Linked DNA regions of Capra hircus: region 2 is linked to region 1. Evidence: chromatin contacts called from public Hi-C data. All regions are on one chromosome and are shown on one strand. The core of a region is the stretch at or near the end of the contact, and the rest is flanking DNA. Distances in the headings are between cores, read along the strand shown.

What was found. Hi-C and Micro-C count contacts between places; a contact is called where the count stands out from the background.
Region 2: a Hi-C map of blood shows a contact between it and region 1, with 3 times the contacts expected there. The contact joins two enhancer-like sites. A contact is called at or near these places in 4 of 5 Hi-C or Micro-C datasets (blood and liver).

Annotation. Positions count from the first base shown.
Region 1 is chr5:73,959,756-73,966,095 of ARS1.2, reverse strand. NCF4 (neutrophil cytosol factor 4) reads right to left here. Exons shown (of 10, transcript XM_005680667.3): 8 at 4,610-4,740; 9 at 4,284-4,349; 10 at 2,669-3,106. The coding sequence ends at 2,911. Among named protein-coding and RNA genes, the nearest start is that of NCF4, 18 kb to the right of the region's middle. Within about 2 kb of position 4,520, at least 1 of the 5 cell types and tissues checked has an H3K27ac peak or open chromatin away from gene starts, as enhancers often do.
Region 2 is chr5:74,032,652-74,039,005 of ARS1.2, reverse strand. It overlaps CSF2RB (cytokine receptor common subunit beta), which reads right to left. Exons shown (of 14, transcript XM_005680669.3): 2 at 6,133-6,354; 3 at 5,074-5,197; 4 at 2,357-2,547; 5 at 1,567-1,718; 6 at 1,316-1,484; 7 at 644-779; 8 at 329-483. The coding sequence starts at 6,208. Among named protein-coding and RNA genes, the nearest start is that of CSF2RB, 12 kb to the right of the region's middle. Within about 2 kb of position 1,460, at least 1 of the 5 cell types and tissues checked has an H3K27ac peak or open chromatin away from gene starts, as enhancers often do.

The DNA of each region.
Region 1 (6,340 bases), core at 3,271-5,770:
TCAGTCAGATGATATTTCTCTGGTTACTCATGCTGTCTGGTTTGCACAATAGTGGACAGCACTTCTTATCTAAACTAAAAAGAGTTTGGCTGCTGCTTCACAATCGCTTTCTAAATGTCTCTTGCAAAATGTCTCTTTTGGCTCATGCTAACTTGGATTTACGCAGTGGAGAAAATTCTAGGAAATACAGTTGCAGTTTAGCTAAGTCAATACAAATCCAAAAATTATGTTGACTTTTTATCATTTGCTCTTGCATCCCAGACTATCCCTCAAGGGCCATTTTCCTTATTCTTGAAGCATGTATTTTAAAGATACTTTTAGTTCAGGTATCTTTTTCCTTCATTGAAGTATAGTTGATTTACAATGTTGGGCTAATTTCTGATATACGGCATAGTTCAGGTATCTTGATGACAGATTTTCCATATTTATCCATTTCATTTCACATTCATTGCCTCCCTGGTGACTCAGACAGTAAAAAACCTGCCTGCCATGCAGGAGACCTGGGTTCGATTCCTAGGTCAGAAAGATCCCCTGGAGGAGGGAATGGCAATCCACTCTAGTATTCTTGCCTGGAGAATTCCATGGACAGAGGAGCTTGGCAGGCTATAGTCCATGGGATCACAAAGAGTCAGACACGACTGAGCAACTAACACACACACTTTCATTATTTTTATTTATTTTTGGCTGCAGTGGGTCTTTGTTTCAGCACGTGAGCACTTCATTGCTGTGTGGACTTTTGTCTAGTTGTGGCGAATGGTGGCTTCTCTGGTTGTGAAGCACAGTCTCCAGAGTGCCTGGACTTCAGTAGTTGTGGCTCACAGGCTTAGTTACGCCTGTTGCATGTAGGATCTTAGTTCCCAGACCAGGATTGAACCTATGTCTCCTGCATTGCCAGCTGATTCTTAACCACTGGACCACCAGGGAAGTCCTCTCACCTTCATTCCTGAAAGATGATTTTACTGACCATAAAGTTCTAGATGGAAAGTTATGTTCTCTAAAAATCTGAAGGTACAATTATAATGGTTTTGTCTTCCATTGGTGCAATTGAAAAGTCTGCTTCTCATTCTAATTGTTATTTGGTAGTGATCTCCACTTTCTCTGACTGCTTTTAACATATTCTCTTGGGCTTCCATGTTCTGTAGTTTTGATCTATTGTAGCCAGTTATGACCATTTTTTATTCATCCTGCCTATCCATACATGTTTCTTATATCCATAGATTTACGTTTTTCATCAGTATTGAAATACTATATCTGCCATCTATTTAAACATAACCTCTTTGCCATTTTCTTTATTTTCTCATACTGAGATCCTGATTTTTTTTAATCTCATTCTATTGTTTACATCTCTTAATTCCATCTTTATACTCTCCAACTACTTGTCTCTCTGTTATATTCTGCGTAATTTCTGGTTTTATCTTTCAATTCACTAATTTTCTCATCACCTGTGTGTAATGTTTTGATGCTGTTTAACGCATTCACTGTCTTTTCTGCCTCAACAGATGTACACACACATACACCCATACATACACCATTTTTCTTTTGCAAATCTGCCTGGTCATTCACTTTAGGTTGTTCATTTTTATGATTTCATCCTTTATTTCTTTGAACACTTTAGCCATGGAGTTCAATAATCTGCAGACCCTGGGAGTCTAAAGCTATCATTTATTCTCACTGCCTATTGTCACTCACAGAGATTCAGTGATCTTTGACTAGGAGATTTTATTGCATTTTAATTCAAGTGGCTCCAGTCAGCCTAACTGGGAACACATCACTCCAGAGGGGACTTTTTTCTGCTTAGAGGCAGGGATACCACTCTCTCGGAATCACCTCATCCTTTACCCCTAGGCCTTGATCTAGCACAAGAGCCCCTGGTCCATGCTCTTTATGCCATGGCCTCCCTGGGCCTCAGCATTCTAACAGTAGCACTGCTTCTGCATTCCAGAACAACCTCCCAGAGTCTCTGGGTTCTGACCCCAGGTCTTATCATGGGATTTTTTTTTTTTTCAGCAGGGGTGGGTAGTGGTATGGGAGGATCATTGGAGAACCCACTGCTTCTTCTTAGGCTCATGATTCTTCAAAGAGCGTGTGCTATCTAGGGTCTCATTGTGCTGCAGCAGTAGGGCCTCTAAACTTTCAATGGTTGGTTTTTAGTACTTTTTAATCAGTTAAATGTTTGTTTCACTGAGAAGAGGCATCTGCCAAGCCCCTCCTGCAGTCTTACTGAAGGTGATACCTACTGACATTTTGTCTGCTTAGGAGAGAAAAGGCTTCAGCTCACAGAGGGAGATCCTGCCATTCTGCTTCTTCTTCCTCCCCAGGGGGGCCAGAGTCCACCCTCCCTTCACCCCTTACTTACAATGAAGACCACCAACACCACAACTCAGGTCTCTGCCCTTCTGCAGAGTAGCAGGAATAAGAGGGCAGAGGAAGCCCCTGACCTTGGTCACACAGAGGGCTTGGTGTTGGCCTGACCCTGAGGGTACCCAGGGAAAGATGACTTCCATGAGGCAAGTGGTTACTCCTAGGAAAGGGTTTAAAAGGGAGTGACCAGAAGGGACAGGAGTGTCACTGGGTTTCACCACACAAGGGGACAAGGTGAGGAAACAGGTGGCTGAATTAGAGGCTCAAAGCCAGGGCCCACTTCTGTATATAAATGATCCCTCAGTGATACTCATGAATGGGTTTTTACTTCCTCTCCTCTTTCTTCCAAAGACATTCTCTTCCTCAGCCTGCTCCTTTGAGATGAAATGGTTTATTTAATTCAGAGACCAAATGTACAAGCCAAGGTCAGCAGGTCTGTCCAACTCAGAACCAGGAAGTCTGTCCCACACGCCCAGTCTTTCTTGGTCCTAATCCCCTCAGAGAGATCTTTGCCAGGAGTCCCCTCACTGCCCCAGGGACACCACTGGCTCAGGGGACCGTATTGTAGACCTTGTAGTTGTCCTCCTGGGTGACATGCAGCTTCCAGGGGAAGAGACGCCTCTGGGAGGGGAGACCTCGGGCCCGCTTCACCATGAGCCTCACATCCTCATCCGACAGCAGCCGAACCAGGTCCCCCTCAGCATCCTGGTAGTTGAGGGCGATGTCCTCTCTCTGGAACTCCCTCCTGGATGGGAGAGATCAGGGTTCGGGAAAGGTCCAGTAGCCTTTAGGCCTAGGTGTGGGAGCAGGGAGAGGGGATGAAGGGAGATTTAGGGCCGGGATCTAAGAATTGGAAGAGGTCAGAGACGGACACTGGTTCTATCATCCGAGTGGTCCAATCTCCCATTGTACAGATGGGGAAACTGAGACCTCCAGGGGAAACTGGGACTTTCACAATAAATTCATGGAATAGCTTGAAATGTCTCATAGTGCGCTGAAGACTTAAGAACTGTCATAGGGAAGAGAAGTGGGTTTTATTGAGCACAGAGTAGAGGAGGATAAAGGTCCTGAGACAGCCCTGTGTGTGGCCACAAAGAACTCATGAAGGACTGGAAGTGTCTGATCTGGGTACAGGCAGACGGGTGAACAGCCATTCAGACTTTCCACTGGTAAATCTGACAAAATGAGTCAGGAGCTCTATCTGACTTGCAAACACCTTGATCCCCAAACCTCACTTCTAGAAAGTCATCCTAAGGAAATAATCAGGCAAGACATCAAATAGACGAATCACAGCACTATTCACAGTAGTATAGTGAAAAAGTGGAAGATAACTTAAATGCCAACAAAAGGGGATAGCTGCTTTAGTTATGGTGCAGCCACAGAACAATGCTCTGAAGCCAACTAAATAATAAAATTATGGAGAGTGGGGTGCAGGTGGGGTGTGAGCTGAAGAAATATGAATGCACATCAGATAATGAGAGGAGTAAAAATGAGGTGATTTCACTTCTTTATACTTTTCCATGACTTCTGACATTCTTTTTAAAAAGTAATGAATAGATATTACTTTTACAGTCAGGAATATGACAATGCTATTTCCATTCTGTAATGCAACTGTTCATAACTGGGTCTTGGGAGGTGGTGGTTCCCTGATGGAGGAGGGTTCAAGTCCAAGGTTTTGACTTGGAAAAACTTCAGCAAATCCAGGCCCACAAACCGCAAGCCCCTTTACCTCTCTGCAGCACCCCTCCCCCCTCATCTCTAATGTGGTGAGCTGATACCCAGCCTGCAGGGCTGGGCTGTGGATAAAACAAAAAGGTGAAATAGACACAAAACGCCCAGTCCTTGAATGTGCCGTGTTCCTCCCTCTGTTCTCTGCTGCAGGGTGTCTGATGCCCCTCAAAACTCCCACCCTAGCCCCTCACCTCATGAGCTCCAGCAAGTCCTTGAAGAGAGGGGTGCTGCTGAGGTCCTCCTCCACTGCAATGTCCCTAAGGAGAGAGTGGGCAGGAGTAAGGAGGCAGCCGGCCAGGAGGGGGACAAGGGAACGAGGCTGGCCAGGTCACACTGGAAGTCTTGTGACGGGGTATGACTTATCTGGAGGATGGTGGGAGCCACTGCGGGTTTTCAGGTGTGTGTGTTTGGTCGGGGAACATGTGATCTGGTTTGGGTCTTGGAGCCCAGGGGTGGGATGGGGTTGGGGAGGGCCGGGGAAGCTGGACAGATCCCTCCCTCCCAGCGGGCCACCAACTTGATGGTGCTGATGGTGTCCTCGTAGTAGTAGCAGCGTAGCCAGTTGGTGGGGTCTTCCTCCTCTGGGAAGTCCTTGAGGATCTTCACAAAGGACACTGGGAAGATGCCTGTGGTTCCCCGGACAGTGCCCTGAGGGAAGAAAGAAGACACTGCCCTGTGGGTGCTGGGAGAGGCAGCAGGGCCATGCCTCGGGGTCCTGCCCGTTTATAATGATGGGGAAAGGCAGACAAGGTCTGGGTCCCCTTATGCAGAAGAAAGAGAAAAAGTGGGCAAGGTCACCAAGCTGTTCACCCCAAGAAATACGTTTTTGAACAAGTCAAGACCTGAATTTATCTGGAAACCTGCTTTCATCTCATTCATTTATTCCCTCACTCAGTCATTCATTTGGCTATTTCTTGAGTGCCAACTAAGGGGTAGGCTCTGGGTACTCAGAAGGGATGGAAATCCCTGCCCTCCCCCCTGGAGCTTCCACTGTGCTCCAGACAAGGCACAGGTAAACAGGTGAAATTTACGAGCAGTCGTATGGTGGTAGGTGTCCAGGAGGAAAACGGGATAGGGGAGGGAGAGGGGTGAGAGTCGGGGCCCGTTCATTCATCCATCCATCCATGGACACCACCTGCTCTAGACCAAACAACCAGAATTCTCCCTCCAGCCAGGCCTCTCTGCTAAATCCAGCCAAGACCTAGCCATCGCTGTGCTTTGTCCCCTGTTCTCTTAATCTTCATAACCCTATGGAAGACATACTGTTCCAGCCTCTTTTACAGACATATAAACTGAGGCTGAGGTAGTACCCTTGCTCTTCCCCTAACCCTCCTATCCATCTGAAGCCAGAAGTCAGTTAGCATACTGACCCACAGAACCTTCAGAAAACAAGAAGTCAACAAACATTTCCTGTTTCTGGAGAATGACCCAGCAATACCCTTCAGCTGTCAGAGCTCGTGAGTACCTGAGACAGAGCTGCGGGACTGGGGTAAAAAAATCAAACCAAGTTGTGAGATGAACAGTTGGCCCATACTCCTCTCCAGCCCCTGGGTGCCAGGGACCGTCCCCTTCCCTCAATGGTTCCCAGACCCCTGGCAGCTGGCCCTGCCTCGGGACCTGTTCCATAAGCTCCTTCACGCACCGCTTCAGGAGCCCTGAGAAAAGAGAGTCTTTCATAACAAGAGGACTTAATCCAAAAGGCTGCACGAGGCCAGGACTTCCCACTCGGTGATACCCGCTCCATCTTCAGTTGTGCTCTGAGCCTCTGTAAGGACCATGCTTGCTGCTGGCAGGGACAAAGCGTGGTCAAGATGCCACACACCCAGGCTCTATATAGGCCGAGCCCTGAACATCTGCGTCTCCTTCAACCCTTCCCAGAAACCTATGAAGAAACAGCCAGGGTTATCTCCATTTACGGGAGAGGAAATCACGCGGTTGAGTAAGTTTCCCAAAGTCACAAAGCTAGCTAAAAACAGCTAGGATGTGACGTCAGACGCTGGAGTTCAAGTGAGTCTCCCACCTCACTTTCACTCGCTCCCTGAGTGGTGAGTAACTTTACCCGATTACAAACAGCACGTCTCCACTGGGCGTGATTCTGCCTTCTGGGGCCAGAGGTCTGGGGACACACTTGACTGCTGCAGCTGGAGGGGTGCTACTGGCATCTAACAGATGGATGCCAAGGTCACCATTAAACACCCCACAGTGCACAGGGGTGCACCCCAACAGAGAACTGCCTGCTCCCACGTGT
Region 2 (6,354 bases), core at 211-2,710, 76 kb before region 1:
CACAGGGACTGAACCGGGGTTTCCTGCTTTGCAGGCAGATTCTTAACCATCTGAGCCACCAGGGCAGATAGAGCTAAAAGACTGAGATCAAAGGTGTTTTAATACTGATATTCTTGAGGAATATCAGTTGCATCTTCCTTCATGTTATTTGTCATTGTTGCATTATTGCTTCTTGAGAACTTCCAGGATAGACTGGAATCATTTTTGTTCCATTTGGCTCCCTGGGGTATTTCATTGAAACTGACAAACACACATGAAGTCCGGACCATGAGGAACGGAACAGTGCTGTTGGGAGATGCTCCACACAGAAGGCTAGGGGCAAACTCACTGTTGTCTGAGCTCTTTATAAGTTTCTCTTCCATCTTTGGTCGAACAGAGACGAGGTACTGGCTGTAGTTCCTGGGGTCAGGCACAGGAATCTGGCATCGGTGCCGGATATAGGGACTGCCAGTCTCCTTCTGCACAGGAGAACATTCTTCCTCCCTGAGGATCACGGCAGAGGTCAGGGCAGGGGGAGGCAGGGCTATGTGAGGGGTGAGACCTCAGGGGGAGCTGTGGCTTCTGCTGGGCTCCAGGGGCAGGAGGAGGCCTGGAGAGGGTGAGGCTTAGAGGCGGGGAGGGGACAGAGGCAGGGAACACTCACCGTGCATCAGGGCCGGTCTTGTAGAAGAGGGTGAAGGAGACAGAGCGGGTTACCTCGGACCTCACTTCCCAGGTGCAAGTAAGCAGGGCGGCCCCGTCAAAGAAGCACTGCAGGTTCTGAGGCTGGGCCTTATCCCCTGGGAGGGAGAACAAACCCTCCTTCAGTCCTCATTCATTCATTCCTAGCCTTCAGTGGGCTTACCATGAGACTCGTCACAGAGAGATTGTGGGGCTAAAAACATCAGGGGTTAAACTCAGCCTGACATGCCAGCCGTGTGACCTCAGGTCAGAGGGTGAATTCTGTGAAACTTCACACCCCTTGTGCAAAATGGGGAGGACCTCTCAGCCTCGGGGTTTGGGGATTTATTAAATAACACCGTTGTGTTGGTGTGTCCACATGTCGTGCAGCCCTCATGAAAACACAGCTGCCCATATGCCATTGTGATTAAATTGTAATTATTCCTCCACAGAACGTGGACAGCAAACTGGGGCCTGGGGGTGAGTCAGATGCAGCCGCTGCCTCTGCAGAGTCACAGTAGGGATGGGGTGGGTCCAAGGAAGCCACGCTGAACACAGAGCACCCAAGGATCCTCTTGTGTGGACAGTGGACGCCTGTCCTGGAGCTGTAATGAGCTCCCCTCTCCACAAGGGAGCATTGTCCCAACTCTGTCACCTGGCTGGGAGTTCCAGGAAACCTCCTGGCTCCACTGGCTGGGTCGTCCTGAGAGCCCCGAGCCTGGGGCCAGCCTGGTGCACACTCGGGCCACGTAGGTGCTGCTGGGCAGGAGGTACTTTAGCTCCAAGATGGCCTGGGGGGACGTGGAGTGGATGGTGTGGGCATCCTGGAGGGGAGAGGGGCTGTTTGAGCAGGGCCGGCTGGGCCGGGTACCTGTGGGTTTGGGGCACAGTTGGTGGGCTCCCTACCTCCCAGGAGTCCTGAAGCCGCTTGTAGGCCACCTCAAACTCCAGGCTGGATAGCCAGTGGCTCTGGAAACCCTCATGGGCTATCCTCCAGGACAGCAGGAGACTCTCCCTGGTAGTCGTGACGCTGAGGTCCTTGGGTGTGGGGGGCTGCACTGGAGGGACAGGAAGGAAAGGGTCCCTAAGGGGCTGGATGACTGTGTGGGAGGTGAAGGTCCTCTGTGGCCCATGTGTGGATAGGCCTGGGTCCCAGGCCAGGCACTGCTCCCACTGGCTGAGTGACCTTGGACAGACCCCTCTTCTCCATGGACCTCAGACTGCCTTCCGCTAAATCGTGGGGATTCAGCGTGAACATGAATGAAGCTGTGCAGATTCCTAGGCCTCAGAACATAGACTCCATAAAAGGTGCTCAAATTAAACTCCAGAGGGAGCTAGCTTCCTTCTGTCCCCACGGTCCACGAGGTGGCCTGTGTGGCCACCAGCAGAGGGCACTGTGACTCCTGTAACTCCCTCTTCAGGCCACACTTAACTAGTTCCTCTGCCCAGGGTCATCCTGCACCTCTCAGTACCCAGCAGATGTGTATCCTTCTCTGGAAACTTCTTGGGTCCTCTCCCCAAGGCAGAATCCCTTGTTCCTTTTCCTGGCCCACCACATCCTTTGTATGGTCCTGACAACCCTGGAGGATTAGATGTTTCCACATCTGCCTCCCCAAGTAGGCCAGGCACTTGTGGGCACTCCAGGGTTCTCTGTCCTCACAGGGGACTACGCTTGGCCAGGGACCCCAGGCCTTACCATGCTGACTCAGATTAACGGTGAGCTCAGTGACCAGAGGCTGGTCCGGTTGGAATGAGAAGTAGTCATAGTCGGCAAGGACAAAGTTTCGGTAAGGAATAACACATTTTCTGGGTACACAGCCAGGACAAGGGCTGTTTAACCAGGGCTTGTCGTCACTAAGATTGCAGGACACTCGCTGTGGATGGTCCCTGCCAGGAGAGGATAAGGTTAGCCGAGAGAGAAGAATCACTCGCTCACAAATATTAACGGGTGGTTCCTACGTGTAAGGCTTTGTTTAGTACCAGGGAGCCTGGCAGGAAACAAAACACATGCAAATCCCTGTCTACAGTGCAGACATCCTAATAGAGGCAGACATACACAAAGCAATGAAGGAATGATGTCACATGTCAAATGGAGAGAAGCGTACATAGACAAGTCAGGAAGGAAAGAGGTGTGAGCAGGCCAGAAGGGCTGGCCTGGGGATACAATTTGAAGTAAAAGAGGTAGGGAAGACCTCTTGGAGAAGGTGACATCTGAGCAGAAACTTGAAGATCAGGGAGGGAACCATGCCAAATCTGGGGAAAGAGGATTTCAAGGAAAAGGAACAGCAAGTGCAAAGGTCCTGGGGTAGGCATAGGTTTGGGATGTTGTGTGACTAGGCAATTAACAGTGCATGCAGAGTAGAGATGTGAGGGTGGGAGGTCCAGGAGCCTAGCAGAGTGAGGTTACAGAAGGTCAGTGCTTAAAAGGAATGTAAGGAATTTTGAATTCACTGGAAGTGAGGAAAATTGAGAGTTATGAGCAAAGGAGTGCTGTTTTGACACACATTTTGAAAGGATTCCTGTGGCTGCTGAGCTGTGGATAGATTGACTTGGGTTGCAGGGGGTGGGGGGCGGCAATACTGGAAGCAGAGGGACAAGTTAGGAGGCTTCTGGACTATCTCAGTGATAAGAAGTGGTCTGAATCAGGTGTTAGCCAGATTCACTTTCTATTTGAAGATGAAGTAGATCACATTTGCTGATGGATTGAACGCTGCGGTGAAGAAGGAAAGGAGGGAAAGGAGACTGGAATGCAAAAAATAAAAGACTGCCCCCATTTGTCTGGCTTGAGCCCCTGGAAGCTCCACTTTGGTGAGCTGAGATGGGAATCTAGCAAAGGGGCTGTCTTTGGGAGGCAGAGCAGGAACTTGTTTAGGACACTTGAAGTTAAAGACTATAAGGGACAATGAGGACAGGCAAGTGCACCTGTGGTTCTGGAACTTCGGGAAAGGTCCAGGCTGGAGAGAGCATGTCTGGGTCAGAACCATAGTCTGGGGCTGGATCTCTGCCGCTGGATCCAGATGCAAGAAAATGGAGGTCCAAGAGCCCTGGGACCTCATCCCCTTCAGAGTAGGGAACAGACTAGGAGACAGAAAAGGGCAGGCCAGGGGGATGTGGGGAAGGGCCCGGGTGCTGGCCAGGGTCAGGGAGGGAGGTGCCATGGTGCCTCGTGCTTGGGCCCAGCCGGTCCTTGTCAGGTGCTGCCTGCGGGTGTGTGGGGAAAAGGCCAGGACTAACCACTGATTTTCACCAAGTGGGCATCATGACTCCAGCAGGAGCAGTTTAAATGGCCTGCTGGGGGCAGCAGAGTCCTGGGAGAGTGGGCTCTGGAGGAAGCACCTGAGAGGCACTGGAAACAGGGCTCCAGACCACTCTTTACAGGAGGTTCCCTCAGAGGGAAGCAGAGAGTGGACAGCCGGGCTAGGAGACTGGGCTCGCGAGGCCCTGAGCTGCAGTCTGGTTGGCATCTGTAAGTGGATCCGGGACAGTGTCCCTCCACAGCATGGGGACAGTGGAGACTGGGATGGCAGTGATGTCCTTGAGCAGCAAGACCAAGTGGGACCCCGGCTCTGGCCTCAGACAGGCCTGGGACAGGCCATCACTGCAGGGAATATCCAGGGAGGTGGAAGGCCATGGTGGGGGGAGGTGCTGGGAAGCTTCTCTTCTGGTGTCCCAGTGCAGGAGGAGGCAGGCCACAGCTGAGGATGGGGATGGGGGCAGTGGACAAGGAGGATGGAGGCTCTGGGGAGAGCAGGGAGAGAGTGTAGGGGCAATGATGCTGTGGAGCGAAAGCGCTTCTTCCAAGGGGAGGTCGTCAGGGGTCTCCCGAGACCCTGTGATGCCTGCTGTTTAATTACTTCCATTATGGTGAGTTAGACTATCACTGGATCCCAGAATGGTGGGAGTACCTTCCCAAATGGGCTATGCCCTGGAGACTAGGTGAGGCGAGAGAAGCCCCCACTCCAGAGGCAGCAGGGCCTGGGGGAGACATGGTGCTTAGCCTTGCAGGCTGGACACAGGACACTGGTCCTGCTAAGGCCTTGAACCCACTGTGTGGCCAGGGGGAGAGACCTCACCTCTGCAGCCTCAGTTTCTCCATCTGTGAATTGGGCATCATGTCCCTGTCCTGCCAACCTCATAAGGAGGACGAACCAAAATTGACTTCTGCCGATTGATTTTGTTCAATTGTGACAAAATAAGAGATTATCACCGTCATCAACAATATTAACATCGGAGGTTCTTCCCCCAAACTGGACATCAGACACAAGCCCCTGGGCCCAGCAGGCTGCCTGATGGGTTGGGAGCTCCTGGGCAGGAGTTTCCCATCCCTACCTTCTGTCCAGCCCCAAACCTCTGGCACTGCCCACACAGCAGCACCCCTCACTGCCCTCCAACCCTGGGCCCTGCCTCACTCACTCCTTGGGCCTGCGGTAGAGGGTCACGTTGACCAGTTGCTGGGCATCCTGGGTGTCTGCCCACCTGCAGATGATGCGGCTGGTGTAGTCATTGTGGCAGCGCAGGGTCTCCAGAGGGATAGTCCCTGCCAGGGAGGAAAGCAGAAAGAGGGTCACACCTTCTCCCTTGTCACCACCTCCTGGGTGCACAGCACTGCAGAAAAATCTCCCAGAATCCTGTAGAGGCTCCTAGAGCCCAGGCAAAGGTCCCCAGGGACCGTGGCAGGGGCAGAGGCAGCTGTCTCTGCAAGTGTGCAGATGTAAGGGAGCCAGCTGTGGACCCTCCTGTCGGGAAAAACACAATATTCTAGTTGATTCAGAGCATGTGTCCTGAGCCCCTGCCTTGCCCTGCTCCTGGAGGAACAGAGTCCCTCCCACTATAGGTGGGCACATGCATCAGACATAGGCCTTGCCCCTGGGGCCCCCGGGTGGGCGCAGCCTGGGAGCAGAGGCACAAACCCACCCCTAAGGGCCCTACTCTGGGACCTCCCCACCCTGCTCTTGGATCAGGCCCCACTAGGCCTGATGCTTGGAAAGTGGAGTGTGGTTCCCAGGGTTATCAGGGGAGCTGAGTTCTCTGGGAGCCCTTGGAGAGGGTGGTCAGTGGCTTGAGGAGCCCGGGGTGAGGGGGGCATCTCAGCAGGGCCTTGAGGCAAGAGGAGAGACACCCCCCCACACCCTGGCTGAGGGTCCCCAGGAGCAAAGGTACAGAGGTGGGAACTGGTCAAGACCTCCAGGTGCTGAGTGTCTGGGGGGAACGCAAGGTCAGACAAAGGACTGGAATGGCCAGCCAGGAGGTTAGAGGTCTGGAATGCCACACTGGGAAATGTGGACAGAGAAGCCTCACAACCAGAGAGGGTCTTTACAGGAGGCCAGAGAAGAAGGAGCGGGAGTGTAGGGGGAGGGAAGGGAGGCCTGCAGGGAAAATCAGGGGAGAGAAGAGATGGTGGGGAGGACGGAAGGCTGGGGCTCTGGGTTCTGTGGCCCGGCAGTGAGAAGGGGTGGGGGTGATCCGGCTCACCTTCAGCCCCTGTTGTGCTGAGTCCCCAGCAGAGCGCCAGCAGAGTCAGGGAGAGCAGCCCCCGGGTCAGTGTCATCTCGTGATTCAGCTCTGGAGAACAGGTGGCCCGCTCAGGTGGGTCCAGGTCTGGGCAAAGTGTGGGCTCCTCACTGTCCTGGAGTCTTGTGTTCCTCCCCTGCTGGAGGCTGGGCTAGACCCATGTCATCAGCTCTTGGGAATCCT